Regions from separate parts of the Zea mays genome. Here region 1 is linked to region 2. The links are chromatin contacts, called in public Hi-C maps. All regions are on one chromosome and are shown on one strand. The core of a region is the stretch at or near the end of the contact, and the rest is flanking DNA. Distances in the headings are between cores, read along the strand shown. Region 1 holds the start of LOC103652905 (protein transport protein SEC23). Region 2 has its middle 7.4 kb from the start of LOC103652903.

What was found. A called contact is a pair of places that touch in the nucleus more often than the background predicts.
Region 1: a contact with region 2 is called in a Hi-C map of tassel, with 2.2 times the contacts expected there. The contact joins the promoter of LOC103652905 here to the enhancer-like site in region 2. A contact is called at or near these places in 2 of 25 Hi-C or Micro-C datasets (ear and tassel).

What each region holds. Positions count from the first base shown.
Region 1 is chr4:18,774,507-18,777,755 of Zm-B73-REFERENCE-NAM-5.0, reverse strand. It overlaps LOC103652905 (protein transport protein SEC23), which reads right to left and starts at 1,892. Exons shown (of 12, transcript XM_008679894.4): 1 at 923-1,892; 2 at 676-849; 3 at 226-387. The coding sequence starts at 1,732.
Region 2 is chr4:18,593,249-18,596,290 of Zm-B73-REFERENCE-NAM-5.0, reverse strand. No RefSeq gene overlaps it. Among protein-coding and RNA genes, the nearest start is that of LOC103652903, 7.4 kb to the right of the region's middle. Within about 2 kb of position 1,735, at least 15 of the 20 cell types and tissues checked have an H3K27ac peak or open chromatin away from gene starts, as enhancers often do. A contact at or near this core is called in ear and tassel, where this site is marked.

The sequences.
Region 1 (3,249 bases), core at 643-3,142, 180 kb before region 2:
GAACAAGAACAATATATTCATCAAGATTAGAATTCAATTAAACAATCTAGTTATCCATCAATTCAGTTTACGACCAGAATCCAAATATCCAATATTCGATCAACTATAATCAAAAATCACTGGGAAACAAATTCAGGATTTTCTCTTCTGTTTATAAACTAATGAAAATAGAAATCTTGATGCAAATGCAAGCATAAACAACCTTAAACAATGTGCTAAACAAACCTGATCGAGAGCAGAAGCAAAAACATCTAACACGTGACCTTGACTGACCAACTGCTTAGCAAGACCATCATAAAATTTAACTGCTTTCTGGAAGTGAGGAGCTGCATCCTTGTCAAGATCCTTATGTGATCTAACTGGTTCTGACAAATCTTTTGAAACAATCTGCACTCACGAATACAGTATTAGAAAGACTTTAAAAGAATTATGAACAATAAATAGAGAAAAATTCTGCTATGAACAGAGGAGCATGATAAATTCCATATTGCATACAAAAGCTAGGCTAAATGCACATCAGGCATGACAACCGACAAAGCATAAATATTTTTCAACTTTTAACGTCTTAATCAAGCCAACATTCATGTACTTGAAAACTTCACAAGAATCACAAAATTGTAACGCAATTATGTTAATGTAGATCAATATAAGGAGTAAAATAGGAGTGATCTTTACCATTCCAGGTCCCTCAGTACACGGACCACCTAGCAATGCGATGATCCTTGCACCTGTTCCAGGCATGCAAGCACCAAGTAACCCAGCAGCTACACTGAGCGCAACACCAGTGCAACGGATCGCACGGTTCCCAGCCTCGACTGGCCATTGGTCAGGCTGCAACTCGTCCAGCAACTGCATGGGACAAGGAACTACATCAGCTTCCAGTAAACCCAAGTCCAACGAGATCAAAACCAAAATCCCTTACCGTGCTGAGAGCAATCTCACAATCTGACACCGGGAGCAGGAACCTGTTGACCCCGGCCGTGGACGGCGGATGCATCCCATTCACCTGTGGCCCGCCCGGTTGCTGTGGCATCTTGGGGAAGCCCGGCCGCCCAGCACCCGCCAGGCCAAGCTGATCCAAAATCTGGTCCTTAGAGATCTCCTTGGTCCCCCGGAAGACGTAGATCTTGCTGAGATCGGAGAATCCGAGCTCGTGCAGGTGCACCTGCGTGCCGAAGGTGACGAGGCCCACGAGTGCGTGCTCCGGCAGGAGCGCGACGGCCTTCCGCATGGCCATCTTAACGTACTCCAGCTCCTCCTCGATGACGCAGGTGTCGATGACGAAGAGAAATACGGGCGGCGGGGGCGGCGGCGCGCCGCCTACCCCAGGGATGCCGGCTCCGCCGACGATGTAGTCGACGGTGGAGCACTGCGGGAAGAGCTCGGCGGGGACGTTGGACTCAGATATGGCAGCATAGTGCGGGGGAAAGTGGTTCCGGGAGAAGCAGAGCGGGCAGATCCAGATCTTGGCAGCGAAGTCTACGCGCGCGAAGGGGTTGAGGAGCGCGGAACAGGGAGGCTTGCAGCGGAGCGGAGGGTAAGGGAGCGGCGGCGGGGATGCCGCGGAGGGATCCGGGACGCGAGTGGGCGAGATGGTGGCGGCGAGCGGCACGACGCAGCGGCTGGCCTCGACCTTTGACCGTGGCCAGGTATTCCAGGTGAGCCGCACGGAGTCAGGGCCGTCCGGGTCGGCGGCCGCGGCCGGAGCCGCGGAAGGGTCGGCGGCCGACATCGGGTGCGGCGAGCGGCGGGGAGGGCGGATCGGGGCAGGAGGGAGGAGGACAGGAGGTGGTGATGCCCGCCGGACGCTGCGCGTGCGTGCGCGCTGGTGTGTTGCTTTGGCTTCGTCGTTCTCGTTCGCGTGTTGCCTCTTCGCTGTCCGGCTATATGTTTTTTCAATGGAAATTCTATTTAATACCTTATTTAACTGCGTAAATAAATATCATAATCCTTGTAGGGTACGATTTATTACCCTTTAATATTATGTCCTTACCCTTTTAATTATTATTATAATCTCTATCCCTACTACTCTATATGACGCTACTCTACAATAGCCTCACCATGCCCCGTCTCCGCATATCTCGCATCTGTCCCGCTCGATGGAAGGCGCGAGTCCTCCCCGGCCGTAAGCCCGTAATCCTCGTCGGCAACCCCGCGTGTTGTCAATCCCCCCGCGATCTTCTCTACCTTGGACTTCCCGATACTCTTTCGAACATAAGCTTCCTTTTATGATGCTCACGGCTTAAGTATTGCGATGCACTTCTTGCATCATTTCCGGCGTCATCTCTTCTACTTGGGCAGACTTGTTCATACATATATTAACAATCTCTCAAAGACTAGTATGCACACCGATTAAATGTGACTTCACCTTGTCAGCCCACTCGACATAGTTCAACTCACTGAGAGTTGAAAGCTTTCCGAAGGGCGCCGAAGAGAAGTTGGGAACAAAATTACGAGAATAATCGAAGTGAACTCGGTTGAACTCGTTACCTTTACTCTTGGTGGAAGATTCCTCGGTGTTGAGACTTACCTCACTCATCACCTTTGACACCAAAAGTTCAACCAAGTCGTCGTTGTATTCTATTTTTTCCATTTCATTTATCTTCGTCGGCCTTTTTTCTTGATTCTTCTTCTTCGTCTTTTTTCTTTATTCTTCTTCTTCGGTCTTTTTCTTTGTGTCCTCCTCTTTCATCTTGAGGAACATCATCTCGACAATCTTCTTGGCGAGGTCGAGGACCTTGGAGTCCATTTCCTCGTTGGTGGATATGGTTGGGATTTCCTCGAGAAGATGATCCACATGGTCCATTTGAGTCGACATGATCGTTTCCTCACGTGGTTAAGCGTAAAACGATACACGAAGCTCTTATACCATTTGAAAGTAGCCTAGAGGGGGGTGAATAGGCTAAACCTAAAAATTATCACCACAAACTTCGAGATAATATTAAATCTACAGTTCAACCGGTGCAGGCCAGTTCAATTGCTATAAAGGCAAGTTGAACTACTCTGAACCAGTCCAATTGCTAGAATAAATCTAGACTATGAACTACGCGGAAAATAGAAGATGGATCTCTTATAGTGGAAAACGCGAGAGATAAGCTAAGTGTGGATGGTGAAAATACAGGAGTTAATTCACCACAAGATCCACACGGTGAATAAACCTATATGTCTATCTTGCCAAATAAAATCACAATCACAGATCGAGCAAGAACACAAGACACAAGATTTATCCTGAGGTTCGGCCACACCACA
Region 2 (3,042 bases), core at 486-2,985:
AAAAAATCAAAATAATAAAAACATGTTAATTAATTGAGTTATAGTGTATAGAAGAAATGATGGGAGACAAAAAGTATGATAAGGAAGAATCTTGTAGAGAAAGGTAATAATATATTAGGAAGTACATATAAGAAGAAGATATGTATATGATTGTAGAGAGCCTTAGTGGTGCATGTGTACCCCTAAAATTAAATACAAAATTAGTTATCACGTGGTATAAATTTCCTCCTTACATGCATCCTTATTCCATGATATCTATGTATCTAAACTCTCTATGAAGCAGTCATACCCCTTTAAATTTACTCTATCTTTGTTACTGACTTATAATGATGAAGCCCGTGGCTAGATCTCGAACGTCCCTCTACCTCCATGCAGATACAGATGTCGCTCCTGGTCTCTACCTTGGTGTTGATGAACAACTATCACAATAAGAGCTACAACTATTTTTGGCGGCCACTGTTATTTTCGGTGGCAAGAGGATAGCCACCTAAAATAGCCTACTATTTTCGGTGGCTGCACTCTCGCTGTCGAAAATAGCCGTTATTTTCAGGGTCTGTCCTTTGGTGCCAAAAATAGACGTTATTTTTAGCGGTTGTCCTTTGGCCGCTGAAAATAGTCGTTATTTTCCAAAATAAATCTTGTTGCCTTCTCTTTCCTCTTGTCTTCGAATAGGTTCTAAACCCACAGCAAGAATAGGCAAGAATAGGTTCTAAACCCACAGCAAGCTAGCAGGACTAAAAAAAATTCGGCAGCATGACCTCGCTGCCACTAAACAATATAAGAATGAACCACATATAACACATATACCACATATGTCTTTACTAAACCAAATATACCACATATACAATATGCCTCGAACTAAACAATAATACTAATCACACGCACTAATCAACAAACAGATATACCACTAATACATTCCACATATACCACTTATGTCTTCCCTAAACATATAACACATATACAAACGCACTAATCAATAATATTAATCAAACGCACAAATCAAAAAACACAATTACAAAAATATACTAATTTCGGCGGCAATTAAATAAAAGGCCGCCGAAAATACAAAATAAAATACGCAAAATAAAATACCTTAATGAAGCCGAGGTTGACGGGAGTCGAGGTCGACGGGACGGGGCAGAGCGCGGCGTGGTCGACGGCGCGTCGGTGGCGTCGGGCTTGGCGGCGGCACGTCGGGGGCACGGGCGGGCGGCGCTGCGGGGGCTTGGGGCGGCGCGGCGGGCCGGGGGCGCCGCTGCGGTGGGGCGGCGCGACGGGCGCGGCGCTGCATGCGGCGGCGAGACGGGCCGGGCGGCGCGACGAGCGGGGCAGCGCATGGGGCGGCGCGACGGGCCGGGGGCGGCGCGAGTGGCGGCGCGGTGGGGCGAGCGACGGCGGCGCACGAGCGACCAGGACGAGCGGCGGCGAGAAAATTCGGCGGAGAGAAGAAACAGAACAGAGAAAGAAGGAACCGGCTATTTTTAAATACCTAATTTTCGGCGGCCAGGACGTAGACTATTTTCGGCGGCTGTGTCAGAAGCCGCCGAAAATAACCTTATTTTCGGCGGCCTAGTCCTGCCGCCGAAATTCTTCTCTTATTTTCGGCGGCCTCCTTCTAGCCGCCGAAAATAACAATGGCCGCCGAAAATAATATACAGTGTTGTTGTGTTCTCTCTCTGTTTGTTGTGCACGCGCCGCCAACCGGCCCCGCCATCTTACAGTGGCCGCGGGCAGCAGTGGAGGACTACCCATCTTATCCACTGGTTGGCTAGCTCTCTTCCCACTTCACCATGCAGGCCTCCTCTCCGACGGCACACTCTCCTGAGACGACGCGAGGGGGAAGTGGGCAGTCGGCGGCTTCTCGGTCACTCATCGTCAGCGGATGTGGGAGCGACGGCGCCGAATCCAGTGGACGAGGACGAGTGGTGATGAGAGGCAGGAAAGAGAAGGTGGGAAAGGAGGCTGGAGGGACTGGTATGCTGAACCAGTGTTTCACTAGGCGCGCACTAGCTGAGTGCGCCAGCTCGCTGCGACATTTTTAGCTTGCCGACATCGCGCATGGACGTTCGGTCCACTACACAAACTCGATCGTCATGTGATGGACGATGGACCCTTTCTCCGTTGTCAGAAACATAGTCGCGTCAAGAATCAGCCGCAAAAATGGAGTTTGGCTCCCGTGCACTGTACATAGGGGTGGTGTAATGGCTACACTAATGGCTACACTACAAAACTTAAGAACCAGATCATACATATTGTAATCGGGATATATTTTTATATTATAATTAAGATATATTTATATTTAATTTTGAACTAAAATTAATTTAAGGGCTCAAACAAATTCTGAAGAAACATTTAGATCGTGATCCATTACCGCCGTTGTGTGAGTTTATCCGTGCGTCTCATCAGTGGTGTATCTATGATTTTGTTTAAGGGTATACCGTTCAAAAAAAATTCCATGCATAATTCGATAAATTTATTTAATAATTATATAATGTTATTTTGCTGGCTGTTTTATTAGACTTTTTCAAAGGAATATAAATGCATTGGATAAACCATTTTTATCAACTTCAAAGAAAATATTCATGTCGATAAAAATGATTAGACAATCATAAAAAAACACAGGCTCCTATCTTATTTCTTAATTTGGGTTTTACTAAAACCACCGTACAAAAATACCCATTAAAAGTAGTAGCAGCAGGAGATGCCTTTTCTGAAAAAATAGATGTAATATCCGTATGGCATATAGGACAGAGTGGATGGTGTTAGGTTCACCTATCAATGCTTCAAGTTATAAGACGGTATATTTTATCTTTCGGCTTCTTTGTTCTCTCCTTATGACCCCACTCAAGTATTAGAAAAAAAAGCTATAAGAAATATTTTCTCTCGTTCTCTCCATCTAAATCCAATTGCATAGATTGGATTAGAAAAATTAGAAAGAAAATATCATGGTGTATGTATACATATTACTGTATTGAACATCTACCTTTGTCGTGTGGACGGTGAGTCGTATCTGCACGTAATGTGAGCCTCACGAATATTTGT